Regions from separate parts of the Sus scrofa genome. Here all the other regions are linked to region 1. The links are chromatin contacts, called in public HiChIP or PLAC-seq and promoter capture Hi-C maps. All regions are on one chromosome and are shown on one strand. Each heading gives the region's core, a stretch centred on a gene start, on an enhancer-like site or on the middle of the called end of the contact. The rest is flanking DNA. Distances are from core to core; before and after follow the strand shown.

What was found. Promoter capture Hi-C pulls out the DNA fragments that hold promoters and counts their contacts. HiChIP or PLAC-seq counts read pairs in DNA pulled down with a chosen protein or histone mark.
Region 2: a promoter capture Hi-C map of liver shows a contact between it and region 1, with 3 times the contacts expected there. The contact joins the promoter of ACP2 here to the promoter of ARHGAP1 in region 1. A contact is called at or near these places in 1 of 5 promoter capture datasets (liver) and 1 of 2 datasets of contacts at active chromatin or transcription factors (skeletal muscle).
Region 3: an H3K27ac HiChIP or PLAC-seq map of alveolar macrophages shows a contact between it and region 1. The contact joins the promoter of MDK here to the promoter of ARHGAP1 in region 1. A contact is called at or near these places in 1 of 5 promoter capture datasets (fetal liver) and 2 of 2 datasets of contacts at active chromatin or transcription factors (alveolar macrophages and skeletal muscle).

The regions. Positions count from the first base shown.
Region 1 is chr2:15,831,894-15,837,056 of Sscrofa11.1, reverse strand. ARHGAP1 (rho GTPase-activating protein 1) reads right to left here and starts at 2,772. Exons shown (of 13, transcript XM_003122825.5): 1 at 2,314-2,772. It overlaps ZNF408 (zinc finger protein 408), which reads left to right and starts at 2,508. Exons shown (of 5, transcript XM_003122824.6): 1 at 2,508-2,867; 2 at 3,173-3,450; 3 at 4,394-4,455; 4 at 4,682-4,938. The coding sequence starts at 2,750.
Region 2 is chr2:15,330,797-15,335,959 of Sscrofa11.1, reverse strand. ACP2 (acid phosphatase 2, lysosomal) reads right to left here and starts at 1,945. Exons shown (of 11, transcript NM_001244740.1): 1 at 1,806-1,945; 2 at 1,094-1,189; 3 at 696-782. The coding sequence starts at 1,919. All of the region lies in intron 1 of NR1H3 (nuclear receptor subfamily 1 group H member 3), which reads left to right.
Region 3 is chr2:16,130,374-16,135,536 of Sscrofa11.1, reverse strand. It overlaps MDK (midkine (neurite growth-promoting factor 2)), which reads left to right and starts at 2,674. Exons shown (of 5, transcript NM_001195352.1): 1 at 2,674-2,734; 2 at 3,025-3,101; 3 at 3,220-3,387; 4 at 3,502-3,663; 5 at 4,390-4,728. The coding sequence starts at 3,026. The coding sequence ends at 4,415. It overlaps DGKZ (diacylglycerol kinase zeta), which reads left to right. Exons shown (of 31, transcript XM_021085253.1): 29 at 65-98; 30 at 323-422; 31 at 680-1,491. The coding sequence ends at 796. It overlaps CHRM4 (muscarinic acetylcholine receptor M4), which reads right to left. Exons shown (of 2, transcript XM_003122828.5): 2 at 4,457-5,163.

The sequences.
Region 1 (5,163 bases), core at 1,523-4,022:
CAGCCACAGCAACGCAGGATCCGAGCAATGTCTGCGACCTACACCACAGCTCATGACAATGCTGGATCCTTAACCCACTGAGTGAGATCAGGGATCGAACCTGCATCCTCACAGCTGAGCCACACCTGAAGCAACCTTCAGTCTAGAGGAATCCACGCCTGATTCAGCCATAAGCTCCTCCCCACATTTAACCGGGAGGCTGTGAAGGCTCCCCCAAAGGGACCCCCAGCTGGGTGACAGGCACAAATTCAGTAACCCTCTCTGGACCTGAGCCTTCTCTCCATCCCTTCTGTTCAGTTACTGCCCAGACACCAAAAGCTCCTTCAGCCTTGCCCACAACTATTCCAGAAGTCTTTTTGCACACAGTGGGTGCTTGATGAAGTGACAAAAAAATAGAAAAAAGAAAAAAAAAAAAAGGCAGGGAATGAGATACACGGAGAACTGGATTATAGTCCTGACTGATTTGCAAAGATGCTGGGCAGTCCTTTTCCTATCTAGGCTTAAATTTCCTCATCTATCTCATCTATAGAAGTGAAGACTCCTCCCAGAAATATAATTCTCCAGCATTCTAAAATACTTGTGCTGAAGGGAACAACAGGATTAGAAGGGACAGCTGGGAGCTAAAGTATGTGTGAGGGAGGGAGAGGGACACTCTAAAAGGGAGACAAACTTGAACTCCACCTCTTCCAGTAACTCTTCTATTTTGTTAGTTCTTCCAGAACTGACCCCTCCCCCACCCTATACGCTCCTTTTCCAGCATAACTAATCACAGTTGCTTCCACCTCCCAGCCAGCCTGGCCTCTCTCACTACCCTCCAGCCCACAGCTGTTGCCCCTTGTGAGGCCAGAAGCTGAGCTCCCATTCAGTGGGAAGGGGGAGAGAAGCTAGTGCAGGGAACTTCTAACATAGAGTCACGGAAATGAAGTATCCTGGCTGCCTAAGACTCCTGTCACAGTCCTGCTTCACTCTGCAAAATATGTCTTACTCTCAAATTAACGTTTCTCTTCTCAGGAGATAAAATATGTACCTTTCCTAAATCCTTCAAGACTCACTTTAGGCAGAGGTTTTACCTTTGGGAAGTCCTGGAGTTCTCTGGAATTCTGATGAACTGTCTGGACTCATTCCCCAAAAATCAGCATACTCATGAAATCTTGCATGAAATTTTAAGGGGTTCACAGACCCTCTTAGAATCACTGTTTAAGAATCCCTGACCTGGAGTTCCCACTGTGGCGCAGTGGGTTAAGAACCTCACTGCAGGGGTTTGGATCGCTGTGAAGTTCTATCCCGGGTGGGAGCAGTTGGTTCAAGGATCTGGTGTTGCCACAGCACAGGTCAGCTACTGCTGGGATTCAATCCCTGGCCCATGGAACTTCCATGTGCTGCGGGTGTGACCATTAAAAACAAACAAACAGCCTTGACCTACTCAAAATTACATCTGGCACAGAGTAGATGCTCAGTCATTTGCTGAATTACTGAAGGAATCAATTTGTATCCTAAGAGGAAAAGGGAAGCAACCACGATGAACTGGATACAAATTATCTTTTCACATCAGCACCAGAGAAGTACAGTTCCAGAAATGTGAAGACCAGAAAAAATAAGAGTCATACAGTAAAGTCAAGATTTTAATCCATGTCTATCTAAGGTGGTCTCTTTGTGCAGGTCAATCCTTCAATACTTCTCTTAAGTGACTGTCATTCATATGATTCTCAAAGTTCTACAAAAGGGCAAAGTAAAGCTTCTCTAAACTCCTCCAAGGAGAACTGAAATAACTTGAAATCATATTCTCTGGAATTGTGATAGGCCTCCTAGTTAGGGCTCCAGAATTGCAAAAATGCAAACCCCACAATACAAAGCAAGCCTTTCAACTACAATCACGTTTGCATAAAGCCTCATGGTTCACAAAAACCGGATTGGGTGCTACAATCCTGTCTCACAGGTTAAGAAAGAGACATGAAAGCGTGGCCTAATAAGTAGCAAGGTGGAACACTTCGCCCGAATTTCTTGTTTTAGCACTTCCCCAGATCGGACGAGGGAGACTTCCCCTTCCCATGAGTTTACTCGATGACAGCGAGCGAGAGGCCAGGAAGAAGCCAGCAAAAGAAGCAAAGTCCTCTCGCTGCAGACCCGCGAGTGGGGCAGAATCCCGGCAGCGGGAAGGCCAGGTTCCCAGGCCCCATTCCACCCCTGCTCCCTTCCTCGGATCCGCTTGGATGCTCCCCATCCGGACCCCATCCCTTCAAATGACCTGGCCAGTCCTTTTCCTTCCCGCCCCGCCCCCAACCTCCCAGGCAGAACTTGCACCCCGCAGCTCACCGTGGTCGGGTACCGCTCCCTCTGCCACGCCTGTCAAAGATCGGCAAACATCCGGCTCCGAGGTGGAACGGGAACCGCCCCCTCCCTGTCTCTTCACTCCCAACCACTTCCGCCACACCTCCAACCCACTTCCGACCCGCTGCCCGGTCCAAACATGGCCTTTCCAGGATCCCCGCCCACTTCCTGTACGTGCTGCTCACGTGCCTCCTTGGCTGCGGTGGAGTAGAACCGTCCGATTCGTCCCTCCCAAAAGGAGGCCCTGGAACAGTTAGTTCCGATGTTCCGGGTACTCGAATCTCTGGTGGACCTCCGGAATCCTTAGCTCGTATTCTTCTCGGACAGAGATTCGCCTCACCAGAATTCCCAAACTCCTGGTCTTGTGCACCAGTTAAGGCTGACTCTTACGATTCGTTCCCGAGAGGAAATTTGGGTGTCAATGACTGTTTCCGGGAGGAGCCTAGAAGGTGACACTCACTTCCGGCGGAGGGAGGCTTTTCGATCCGGGATGGAGGAGGCGGAGGAGCTTCTCTCGGCGAAGGGAAGACTGCAGTTCGGTGAGCGGCCTGCGGTGTCTCCGACCCTCGGCTCAGATATTCCTGACGTTCTCTGGTCAACTCTTATCCCCCGACCCTTTTCCTCCCGAGCCTGGCATCCTCCTCCGGTGCCCTCAAAATCTCGGGGGCTTCTTTTAAGAGCCCTCGAAGTCCCTCAGGTCTTTTCGGGGCCCCTTAGAGTCTTTATATATCTCTCAGACTCTTGAGGCCTAGCTGGACCTAGGGTTTTCTCCCTCATCTTTCCCCACCCCACTACCTCTTGGGCGGCTTCCTCACTTCTTCACTGTCTTCCTCTCTCGCTGCAGTCCCCGGCCCACGCCTGGACCCGGACTCAGGATGGAGCCCTTCCGGAGAAGGCTGTGCACAGGGACCCAAAGATTTCCCAGCCAGACCGACCCGAGCCATCCTCGCTCTAAAGAGCCTCCCCCGGGGCTTGGCCCTAGGTCCCTCACTGACCGAGGAACAGCGCTTGGGGGTCTGGTGTGTCGGGGAACCCTTGCAGCCGGGACTGCTCTGGGGACCACTGGAAGAGGAGTCTGTCTCTAAGCAGAAGGGTGATGCAGCGGAAAGAGAGCAAAAAGAGGTATTAAGGGATCGGGCATCTCCCTTCCATGATTGAAAATTTAGTTCAGACATTTCTTGTTAGAAGATGCAGAGTATTTAAAGGGATAGGAGATGGTTTGGCCCCCTTCTGTCCAGGACTGTCTTTTCTCCTTCCTTGCAGTAATTAAGAGGTGCAAAAAATTGTTAAAAGCTGAATTAGTAGAGTGTTAGCAGTTACAAAAGTCAAGAACAAAGGTTTTGGGAATTAAAAAGCCCCTGGGATCAAATCTCAGCTTTGTCACTTAGCTGGTCAGATGGCATGTAAAATAAAGGAATGGCTCTTTATTTTAATCCTCCAGGATTATTTGGAGGGAAAGGTGAAACAGCACAGGTAAAAGATTTCATTGCATAACTCCTGAAAAAATTTTAAATTTGAGGTACCTCTTACTTCTGTTTGGTACTCATTGAAAGGAAGTAATATGTTCAATTCAGTAATTTTTCACACTTTGGGAGGGAGGTGTGGGGACAATTTTTTTTTTTTTGGCCTTTACTGAAGGAAAATTCAGACAGTGCAGTCTACAGAGAGGCAGAACCAGAGACCATTAACCTTCCAGGGGGCTTCATCTTAGGTCTGTGTTGGGAGCAATTTCATCAGGTGTTTTTTTTTTTTTTTTCTTTTACGGCCACACCTGTAGCAAATGGAAGTTCCCAGGCCAGGGGTTGAATCTGAGATGGAGCTGGGGCCTATGATACAGCCACAGCAATGGCAGCCCTGGATCCAAGTCCCATCTGCAAACTACGCAGCAGATTACCGCAACGCTGGATCCTTAAACCACTGAGCAAGGCCAGGGACCGAATCCTCATCTTTCAGAGACAATGTTGGGTCCTTAACCTGCTGAGCCACAATGGAAACTCCTTATATCAGGTTTTGTTTGTTTTGCCCTCAAACACATGAGAGAAGGACTTTTATTGGTTTATTTCAGGACGTGTCACTAGACCCATGGGGAGATGTGTGTGCTTGTGAGCAGAGTTCAGGCTGGATGAGGTAAGTTACAACAGAGTATGTTATGAAGATGCTCCCTTGAGGCTTTGTTTTGTGGCCTGGGTTGGAACCAGAGCTAACTGTAATTCCCCACCCAAGGGCCTTTTGCAGTGTGTGTTCAAAAGGCATAAGATCCGTTAAGACTCAGACTGCCCAGGAGCAGGGGCTTTTAGGCAGGGCCACTTGCTTCAAGAGGGTCTCCTGAGCCAGCTCTTGCTCTGCTTTGCAGTTTGGTGCAGCGGGGCAAGCTGGAGGGTGAGGGAAACGTGGCTCCCGTGTGGATCAGCGAGAGGCTCCACCTACAGGTGTACCGGGTTGTGCTGCCAGGTTTCGAGCTGCGGCTGTGGCCCCGGCCTCCCGCTGAGGGCCTGAGCCCCAACCAGTCCAGACTAGAGGAGGAGGCAAGCATGGCTGGGGTGACAGAAATGGAGTCTGTTGTACAACAGGAAGTAGCCACAGAGGAAGATGCAACAGAACCTTGCACAGGTATGTGTCAAATAAATGCTGACTTCCCAAATTATCACCTGTTGATTAGACAAAACAAAGCTTATGGCTCAAGAAAGGAAGGGAGAACAGTATTCTGAGGAGGAAAGGAAAGGCCTGGATATTTATTGAAATTTTGAAGGCTGGTATAAGATGGATTTTTCAGTGTGGCATGGGAGTGGGGCTTGATTAGGATTGAGTGAGAATCATGCCGTAATTCTTAGGATT
Region 2 (5,163 bases), core at 696-3,195, 500 kb after region 1:
CCCAAAATGCAGCTGGGGGGTTTGCTGTCCCCAGTCTGTGAAAAACTCCTGTGAGAATGGCTTTAGGTCAGATGCCCCTCCCAGTCCAAAGTGCTTAGTTAACAAGGCTCTTGGGTCCGTCTGTGTGCCTGGTTTTATTACACCACCTGTCACCCTATCTAGGCCCAGGTCCTTGAGGGCAGAAACTATCTCCCCTTTTATAACTGGCTTAGAGACCAGGAGAGGAAATAAGATATGGAACAGAAATAATTATTTGTGAAGAGAGAGGAAGAAGCTGTAAGGAAGGGCAAGATCAGGCAAGAGCTGGCCCTCAAGGAGACAATACAACATCTAGAGACAAAGATCAAGTTTGTATGGCACACCATTATATGCAGTGCTAGCATAGTGCCTGGCCCATAACAGGTACTCCAAAAATGTCTTGAAAGCTTGAGCTATTTCAGAGTCAGAAACTACTTTGCTAGACCCTTAAATCTGAGCTTGGATGCTTGATCCGTTTTGCCAATTCCCAAGCCAAGCAGGAGCAACTCAGCCTCTGGGGTTTTGTTCCAGACACCCCTTGGGTGTCTTGTCCTGTAGCTGTAACCAGAAATGCCTGGAGGGAGGCGAGCGTGCCCAGCCTCACCCTTAGTCTCCTGAGGGCAGAGGGTGAGAACAGCAGGCCCCGTTTTCCTTACCTGTCAAGATCACAGCCTTACCTCTTGCCGGTGGTAGGAGGTGTTCAGAAAGCCAAGGTATCGCTGTCGCAGAGCCCGGCCCAGCTCCCAGTGCTGTAGCATCCCCTCCTGTAGGCAAACCCAAGGATTCAGAGGCCCAGAGGGGAGGGATGGCTCACCCCCCACCAGGGCTGGGCCACTGTTGCTTTCCAAGTTCTTGGCTGGAAGTAGGAGTGGGTTCATCTGATCCCTGAAGTCATTTATTAAGCAGCCGATTGTGCACTGTGTAGGCCCATTTTAATTGGCACAGGTTAAGAAATGTGATTAAAGTCAGCAGGCACATGGCAAAAAGGAATTCGGTGAAGCCCCAAGTCCTATAAGCCTGCTTGAGGTCATTCATGCTACAGCTCATCCTGAAGGAGAGCTGGCTTCTGACCCACCTTGGTTAGCTGACCAAAGCCCTGGGGCCATTTGTCTTCTTGATAGGGGTCCTTGGGATATGTCTTTACTGGCGAGCGGTCTCCATGTCGGTACAGCTGAGGAAAGAAAATGGTTACCCTACAGGTCACAAGGGTCTCCTTGACGGAGACACAGAGCCCAGGTCTGCCCCATGCTGAGAGGGAAGCGTCACTCCCTCTGGGATGCCTTAACTCCACCAACTGCAAAAGAACCCCAACTCAGAAGTCAGTAACCTCTTCCAGGTTCCAGGGATTCTAACTCGGCTAAGCAATGCCACTGGAGATCTTGGGAAAACCAAAGACAGGTGGGAAAGGAAAAGAAATCAAAGCAATGCAGACGGTGGGGGAAACAGTGAGGGGGTGGGGATCGCCAAAGGCTCCTTTAGACGTGAGTCTCTTAACTGTTCGTGAGTCTCTTAACTGTTCGACTACATCCCTGTCCCAGACCAGACTCACCCGACCTATCCCCTTACACCTTGCCTCCCCCGCCACCAAATACCCTAGGGCTTCGCAAAAATTCCGAACCCAGGCCCCCAACCCGGCAGGCCAAACGTCTCTTCCTAAACCAGCTTCTCCTCCTCTTCCTCCTCCTCCTCCAGACCCCAGACCCCAGCAAAGCCCCGCCCCTCCCTCCACCAGCCGGCCTGAGTCCTCCTAGCGCTGGCGAGCCCTCAGGTGACCCGTCTCTCAATACCAAGGTAACGAAGCGCAGACTCCGGGCCTGGATAGGTGGCATCACCATCAGGTTCACACCAAGAAGGAGCTGGAGTAGAGCCGGCTGCCTCCAGCCAAACTGTCTGCCCGCCATCACCGCTGCAGTCTAGACAGCAGAAGGGCTGGAACCCCCTGGGTGATACTTGCGGCAGCCGCCCGGACGCACCCTTAAGGACACACGCCGGAAGTACGCTCGCCGCCATCTTGCTAAAGGAGAAGCGGGATAGTGGGCGGAGGAATCTGGGAGGGAAATTCGTGTAGGAGGTTGGCAATCCCGGCGTGGCGGAGGAGCTTGGGCGTGTAGCGCGACCTTGGGCTGCAAAAAGGCCTTGAAGACCTCGGCTTGGTAAAGAGAACCCTGAGCTCGGGTTTGCTTCAGGCCGCGGAGACCCGGTACCAAGGTCGCTCTTGTATTGGGCCGGACCGTGGCCGGGAGAACGAGCGCCCCCTCGGGTCGAGGTGCCGGCGGGCTGACTCGGAGCCGGAGCGGATGCAGCATTGGGGCTAGGAGTGGTATAGGGTTCCTCTCTCACACCTCTGTCTGCGGCTGGAATTTGAGCCTTGGCCCTGGCTCTCCTCCCCGGAAGTTTTGTTTGAGGTGAGGGCACAGAGTGTAAACAACCCTTTGGACTCTCTGTCCCTGAGGTTGGTCCCAGTCTAGCCAGCTGCTCATTGCCTGAGCGCAGCTTCAGGAGCCCTCTCACTTCCCCTTCCAGTCCTTTCCCTGCCCTCTCACCGGGCCACTTCTAAGTTTTAGTTAATAGGGATCAAGATGTCAGGCCTCTTCTCAAAGGGGTTGGGTTGCACAGGATGTTCAGATTTTGCAAAACCAAAGCAGTGAATCTCTAGGGGAGGAATTTCTGACCAGTGGGGAGATAACTTAGGAGTAAGGAGAAGGAGCATATCATAAAGTGGGATTAGATGGGATTTCTGCAGAACCAGAGGCCCTCTTAAGAGGCCCTGAACGTTAGGATACAGATATAGCCAATTTGGCTTCAGGGCTTTGTGACTGTGAGCTTGGAATGACTCAGAGCTCAGAGAGGTTAGATCATAGGCCCTTGGGATGCTTTGATTAAGATCTGACCCCTAGGAGTTCCCATCATGGTGCAGTGGAAAAGAATCTGACAAGGAACCATGAGGTTGCGGGTTTGATCCCTGGCTTGCTTCAGTGGATTAAGAATCTGGTATTGCTGGAGTTCCCGTCGTGGCGCAGTAGTTAACGAATCCGACTAGGAACCATGAGGTTGTGGGTTCGGTCCCTGCCCTTGCTCAGTGGGTTGACGATCTGGCGTTGCCGTGAGCTGTGGTGTAGGTTGCAGACGTGGCTCGGATCCCGCGTTGCTGTGGCTCAGGTGTAGGCCGGTGGCTACACCTCCAATTAGACCCCTAGCCTGGGAACCTCCATGTGCTGCCGGTGTGGCACTAAAAACCAAAAAAAAAAAAAAAAAAATCTGCTCCCTAGTAGCAAATCACCTCATTGAGAAATAAAACCTGATCAGAACCTAGTGGGCATATGTGTCATTATCTTGCTGTAGGACTCCAAATTGAATTATTCATATATACCTCAGAATCTAAACTTTGCTTCCAGAATTGTTATGGAGGAGTGAATAGAAAGTGAGAGCTGTAGGCTGGGTAATCAAATAGTTCTTGGCGTTCTTATTTAGTCGCAAGCCCCTTTATGAAATCAGATGAAAATTTAGTCTCCACTACAGAAAAATATCCACATGTATGAACACACACAAATGTAATTTTGCATATAATCCCCAGAGGTCATTCTCTAGAGGATCAAGGTCTTCCCTGGAAGATCATGTCTAGGCTTTATAAATGAGCAGCTCTGAATCCTTGATTTAACCTAGTCCTCTTACTTCACAGGTAAGAAAACAGGCCCAAAGAGAGGAAGTGACTTGTCTAAGGTCTCACAATATAGGAGTATTGATTAAGTTTTCTGATTTCCAGTCAAATAATCCTTATAATGGGCTGTTTTTCACAGGCTACTCAGAGTGCATTGCTAAACTATGTTCAGTGGCCCCCAAATACTTTTAATAAAGAGATTTCTAGCAAAGGAAACCTTTTCATATTAGTGAGATTGAATGGGACATGGCTAATTGGCAGGTTTCTGCATATTAGTGGGAGTTTTGAGTGTTTTGTTTTAATAAGCCCCTTACTCTCCTTGCAAACTAGCCAGACCATTGTGATTTCAGAATATAAGTCCCTGGCTTACTAAATTTTGGCAAGTAGAACAAAAATCCCTCAAATTTATCTTTTGTTTTTCTTCCCACTCACTCAAGTATTTCTGTATTCTTTGTGCCTGCAAGTATCCCATGTAGGAGGGATTGATGGAGAAGATATTATTTTCATTTTTGTAGTGAGAAATAAACCCAGTAAGGGTGAGGATTACACCCTGTGGTCCCCACACCTTAGTTCTCTCAACTACAGATGCAAAAATAATAGACATGTAGGGAGTTCCCTTGCACAACAGGTCAAGGCTCTGGTGTTATCACTGCAGCAGCCCAGGTTGATGTTGGGGTGCAGTTTCAGTCCCTGCCCAGGAGCTTCCACATGCCATGGGTGTAGCCAAAAAAAAAAAAAAAAAAATAGACGTGTAGATGGATGAATAGATAGATGGATACAAGGGCCTACCTCAGACCAAATAAATCAAAATCTCTGAAAATGAGGCCAGGTTTGAGAACCACTGCTCTACCCTTTATTGGCAGAAGCAAACCTAAACCTGGGTGAGTTAACTATTTTTCCCATCTGGGAAGGCAATTTTGTGTAATAAAGTGAGGTGGGCATCTTTTGTTTGAGTCTGAGCTTTTGAATCAGCTGTACTTGTATTCAAATTTGATATTCGCCCTCTTGCTTCCTAGGATTATATATGAGAAATAAAGGAATACACATAAAGATAAATGTATGTGGTAGGGCCTATTAAATGTTACTTTTTTATAGAAAGTGTTATTGAAATACAATTGATTTACAATGTTGTGATAATTTCTGCTGTAGAACAAAGCGATTCATACATCTATGCATTACTTTTTGTTTTTGGCTGCACCCATGGCATATGGAAGTTTCTGGACCAGGGGTCAAATCCGACCCACAACTGCAACCTACACTGCAGCTGTGGCAATACTGGATCTTTAACCCATTGCAACAGGCCCAGAACCCAAGCTGCTGCAAGACAATGCCAAATCCTTAACCCACTGTGCCACAGCAGGAACTCCCACACTTTCATTCTTTTTCAGATTCTCTTCCCATGTAGAGCGCAGAATTTGGGGTAGAGTTCCCTGTGCTATACAGCAGTTCTGAGTTGGCCAATCGTTCCATATACCACGGTGAATAAA
Region 3 (5,163 bases), core at 1,425-3,924, 300 kb before region 1:
TGGGGCCCCAGGGGGGAGGGAGAGGCCACCCCGCCTCTCTGACCTCCCCCTCCCTCCTCTGCAGCCCCCGCAGAGATCCTTGATGCTGTGGAGGAAAAGTGAGTATTCGGGCAGGGCAGAACCCTGGTTACCTTGGAAACCACCTTCATCGGCCCCTCCTACGTGGTTCTGTCAGAGCCCATAAACCCTTCCCGGCCATTTCCGTCCTCTGCCCCCCGCCCCCCACCACAGGACCCTGAAATTCCTGCCTTTTCTGATGGCCCTCAGGGGCAGGAGGGCCCGCAACAGTGGATGGGGTTTACAGCCTGTTCTCTTCCCCCAGTGGAGAGACCTGTCTGCACCAGGCCGCGGCCCTGGGCCAGCGCACCATCTGCCACTACATCGTGGAGGCTGGGGCCTCTCTCATGAAGACAGACCAGCAGGTGAGCAGACCAGCAGGGGGGCAGGGAATCCACCGAGCACCAAGCCGCCCTTTCCCCAGCTCCGTGCTAGCGAGGGGGCCTGGGGGAGAGCTGCCTCTGAAGATGCAGAGCTGTCCTACAGCCTCACGGTCCAGACCCTGAGACCCTGAGCCAGCGAGGTGGGGCCTCCGCCGAGCCCCAGGAATAGGGAGCCCCTGCCTTCTAAGCTGGGAGGGGAGACAGGTCCCTGAGCTGATGGCAGCATCCCCCTCCTCCAGGGTGACACGCCCCGGCAGCGGGCTGAGAAGGCTCAGGACACGGAACTGGCCGCATACTTGGAGAACCGGCAGCACTACCAGATGATCCAGAGGGAGGACCAGGAGACGGCTGTGTAGCTGTGAGGCCAAGGCCAGAGCAGCAGCAGGGACAAGGACTGGGTCGGGCGGCAGAAGGATGAGCCCCTCCTCACCCACCTCACTGCCACATTCCAGTCGGAAGTCGCAGAGGGACCCAGGCCCGAGGGACCCAGGCCCCAGGGCCGAGCCCCGTGCTGCCCCCCTGAGGAGCTGCCCAGATCAGGGCTGGACTCTGAGAAGCTGGGGTGGGGGGGCGGTCTCACCCATTGCGCTGAGGCTCCAGCATAACTCAGAGGTTCAACGGGGAAACAGGAGACTGGGCTGGGCTGGGCTGGGCAGGCCTTTGGGGGGACGGGGGCAGCCCTCACCCTCACTGCAGGGGCTGCCCTGGCGTTTAGGGGGAGAAAGAGGGCAGAGGGGCTCGAGGCCCTATCAGGGGGCCTTCAGGAAAAGGCTTCTGAAGATTCCCAGGCCTCTGGGACCCCCACTCAGGCTCCTGGGAGCTTGGGCCTGGTCTCCTGCCCTGATCCCAACCCTCCCGCCGGCCTCCTCCTGGAAACAAGGAGCCTGCTGCATCTGCCTGCGGCTGCCTGCCCTGCTTAGCACCTACCCCGTGACCCTCCTCTCTACCCGGTCATTTCACCTCCGACTGTGTGGCCCGGGGGTGGGGTGGGGCTCTCACGGTGACATGTTTACAGCTGGGTGTGACTCAGTAAAATGGATTTTTTTTCCTTTCTGCTTTTCTTTTTTTTTGCGGGGGAGATCTTCCTCCAGAAGCAGGGGGGTGTGCCGGGTTCCCCTCAGGCTGGGGACCCGAACACCGCAGACCCAGACCCAGACTCGCTTCAGGGGGTCCCGGTGCCCCTTTGGTGTGGGGTCCTAGGGGCTGCCCGGGACCTGACCTCGGCCTGGCTGCCGCGCTCGTCGCGGCTGGGGGAGGAGCCGATTTCCTCCTGCTTCCCGCTTCCCGCTGGGACGGTAACAATGAAAGTGAAAGAGGTAGAGCGGGGCGAGGCCTGGCTTCTGGGGCCCCTCGGCCCAGTGGCCTTGGGCAAGCCCCCCCCAACCCCCCGACCTAAGCTGCGTTCGCTGTTTAGGGGATCGGATGAGGTGGTCCCCGAGGCCCCTGGGTCAGAAGGGCTGGGCATTTGCAGCTGCTGCCGGGCCGGGTCTGGAACTTTTCTCAGACGGCTCTTGTCAGCTCCAAATCCAGGTCTGCGCGCTCCTCCTCCCTCAACTCCCCAGCCCCCGACCCCTCCAACCTGCGCTTGGAGAAAGGCGGAGGGCCTCGGCACCCGCGACCCGTGCGCTTCCCCGGGGTTCCCGGGCCCAGCGCCCCCGACATCGAGCAGAGCATCTCCCCGCACCCTTAGTGAAGCATTCGAGGCGCGGGCTGGCACTTCTTCCCCAGCGTCTAAGGGGCCCTGGGAGATGGAGCAGGGCCTCGACGGGGTTAAATGCTGCACCCGGGCCTCGGGGGCCGGAGCCGCACACAGGCTCCCAGCGGGCCCCGCGCCGAGACCTGTGACACACCCGGGGCTCCGTGCTCCCTCCAGGTGGCCACCTAAGGCTTCGTGGCCGTGGAGGGAAGCTGGCGGCCAGCGGGGAGAGGGGACGGCAAGCAGGAGCCCAGGACCCACGGAGCCCGTGGTTGGGGGCCAGGGACAGGGCGTGCCAGGACCGGACGGAAGCCCGGGGCCGGGAGAGCTGGGCGTCTGGGGATGGAGGGTGTGGGGCCGACTGGCGGGAAGCTGGGGTAGAGGCTGGGGGCGCGGGGCGGGAGCGAAGGCGGGGACCGCGGGGTCGGGGGCGGCGCGGGTTTGAGGGGAGGGGGCGGGACCTTCCTCGGTGGGGGGGGGAGGGGGCGGGGGCCCATGTGACCGGCTCAGACCGGTTCTGGAGACAAAAGGGGCCGCGGCGGCCGGAGCGGGACGGGCCCGGCGCGGGAGGGAGCGAAGCAGCGCCGGCAGAGAGCGAGTGAGTGCGCGGGGCCCCGGAGGGCGCACGGCGGCCTCGGCCCCTCGGCCGCAGCCGACCTGAGGGCTGGACGCGGGGTGGGGGTCTGAGCTGCGTCCCGGGCTGCAGACGGCCCCCGGGGGAGACGCCTCCCTCCGTGCGCCCCGGCGGGCGGCTAGGGGCCAGCGCCCCTGAGTCCGCCGCCGCCGCCGTACCAGCCCGACCCCTTGGGCCTGGAAACTGGGGAAAGGAGGTGGGAGGTCCACGCCTGCAGCCCCGGACGGGGACCCTGACCCGTGCTCTCCCCCCAGGATGCAGCGCCGAGGCTTCCTCCTCCTCGCCCTCTTCGCCCTGCTAGCGCTCACCGACGCGGTGGCCAAAAAGAAAGGTGATACAGGGGTTGAGGGATTGAAGGAGGGTCGAGGTGCGGCCGCGACCCCAGGAGGGGGTCTCTGCGAGAGTCTCTCCTGGCCCGGGTCCTGAGTTCTGTTCCCCGTGCGTTGTAGACAAAGTGAAGAAGGGCGGCCCGGGGAGCGAGTGTGCCGAGTGGACCTGGGGGCCCTGCACCCCCAGCAGCAAGGACTGCGGAGTGGGTTTCCGCGAGGGCACCTGCGGGGCCCAGACGCAGCGCGTCCGGTGCCGAGTGCCCTGTAACTGGAAGAAGGAGTTTGGAGGTGAGGTGGGGCGCAGGCGGAGGGTAGGCAGGGGTGGGGGTTGCCTGGGCAAACCGGTGGCGAGGGCGGCTGGCGGCCCAGCTCTGACCCCCGCCCCCCGCACTCTCCCGCCAGCTGACTGCAAGTACAAGTTTGAGAGCTGGGGGGCATGTGATGGGGGCACAGGCACCAAAGCCCGCCAAGGCACCCTGAAGAAGGCTCGGTACAATGCTCAGTGCCAGGAGACCATCCGTGTGACCAAGCCCTGCACCCCCAAGACCAAAGCCAAGGCCAAAGGTTAGTGAAGGGGGTGCAGTCGTCGCAGGGAGTTGCCCCACCTGTAAAGGGAATGATGAAGCCTGACGTTCTGCATTCTGACCAGCGACGTCTTGATGTGTTTGCCCTGGGGCTCCCTGTAGACAGAGACCGCAGATAAGTGGTCCTGAGGGCCTTGCAGAAGGTGCTCAGGAGATTGAAGTCTTGGCTCCAGGAAGGACAGAGCTGTTCTGTTGGAGCGTTTGGCCTCGGATTCAGGGAAGTGGACCTGGAAGGGCTTAGCTTTGCCGTGTCTCCAGCAGGAGGGGGCAGTTGCTATGTTGGAAGGACTTCACAGTCCATATTTCCTCCCTCCCTTAGCTTCATTTCTGACTCACAGCAGCCCTGGAGGCCAACAGGGTAGAGGTGGATCTGCCCACTTCTCAGGTGAGGGGGCAAGGCTATTGTCCAGGGCTGCTAGGACCAGGACAGGGACCGGGAACTTTTAAGTTTTTCTGATCCCAAGTGAAAGTCAAAGTTGGGGGACTGAGGACTGTCCAGCATCATAATGGCTGCCCTATCTTGCCAGTTTCCAGACCAGCTGATAGAGAACCACCAGGGGGCAGAATTTTCTTCTCTCAGATCTGTGTGTGTCAGGGGTGGAGGTGGGGGGGGCCTCTCCACTGGGTCGCCCAAACCCCACTAATGCGGTGTTTTTTTGTTTGCTTTTTGTTTTTTTGTCTTGTTGTGTTTTTTCTTGTTTTACAGCCAAGAAAGGGAAGGGAAAAGATTAGCAGCCAGGCCTGGATGCCAAGGAGCCCCTGGCTTTACTCGGGGGCCTGGCCCACGCCCTCCTTCCACAGGCCCAAGAAATAACCCACCAGTGCCTTTTGCCTACTCGTTAGCTTTATCAATCATGCCCCGCTTCCTCCCTTTCATGCTCCCACCCCCACCCGCAAGTGCCCGGAGTGGGGAGGGACAAGGGATTCTGGGCAGCTTGAGCCTCCTCCCCTAAAGGGATTTGATTCCCCCCTGGGCCCGCTGTGCTCCTTCCCCTCAATGATGCCATTACTAAGAAACAAAATAAACTATCATTTTTTTTCCCAATAAAAGCTTTTCTTTTAATATATAAAAGCCCCTTCCCAGAGAGTTTGCTATGGTCATTTGTTGGAGGTGGGAGAGTGGAAGAAAGAGGACTGGAGGGAATGGTGGCTTTTGGGAGGTTGAGGGCTTGGCGGTGATGCTTCCCCAGAGTTCATGGAGAAAGGACAGTTAGGAAAATTTCTTCCAAGGCCCCCTACTGACCCCTGGAAGGGTGCTTCCACCAAGTCCCCTGAGCCTTTCAGTCCTCTCTCTCCAGGGGCCACAACCAGGGCTGGGGGAGGGAATCCGGGACACTCAGTGGAACGGACTCCCCATCTCCGCCTCACCCACGTAAAGGTCTTTTGGTCCAGCCCACTGTTGGATTGGAAATTTCTGTCCACTGGGAGAGTAGACATGGGGATTGCTTGTCTTCCCCAAGGGCCTCACACCCGCAGTCGC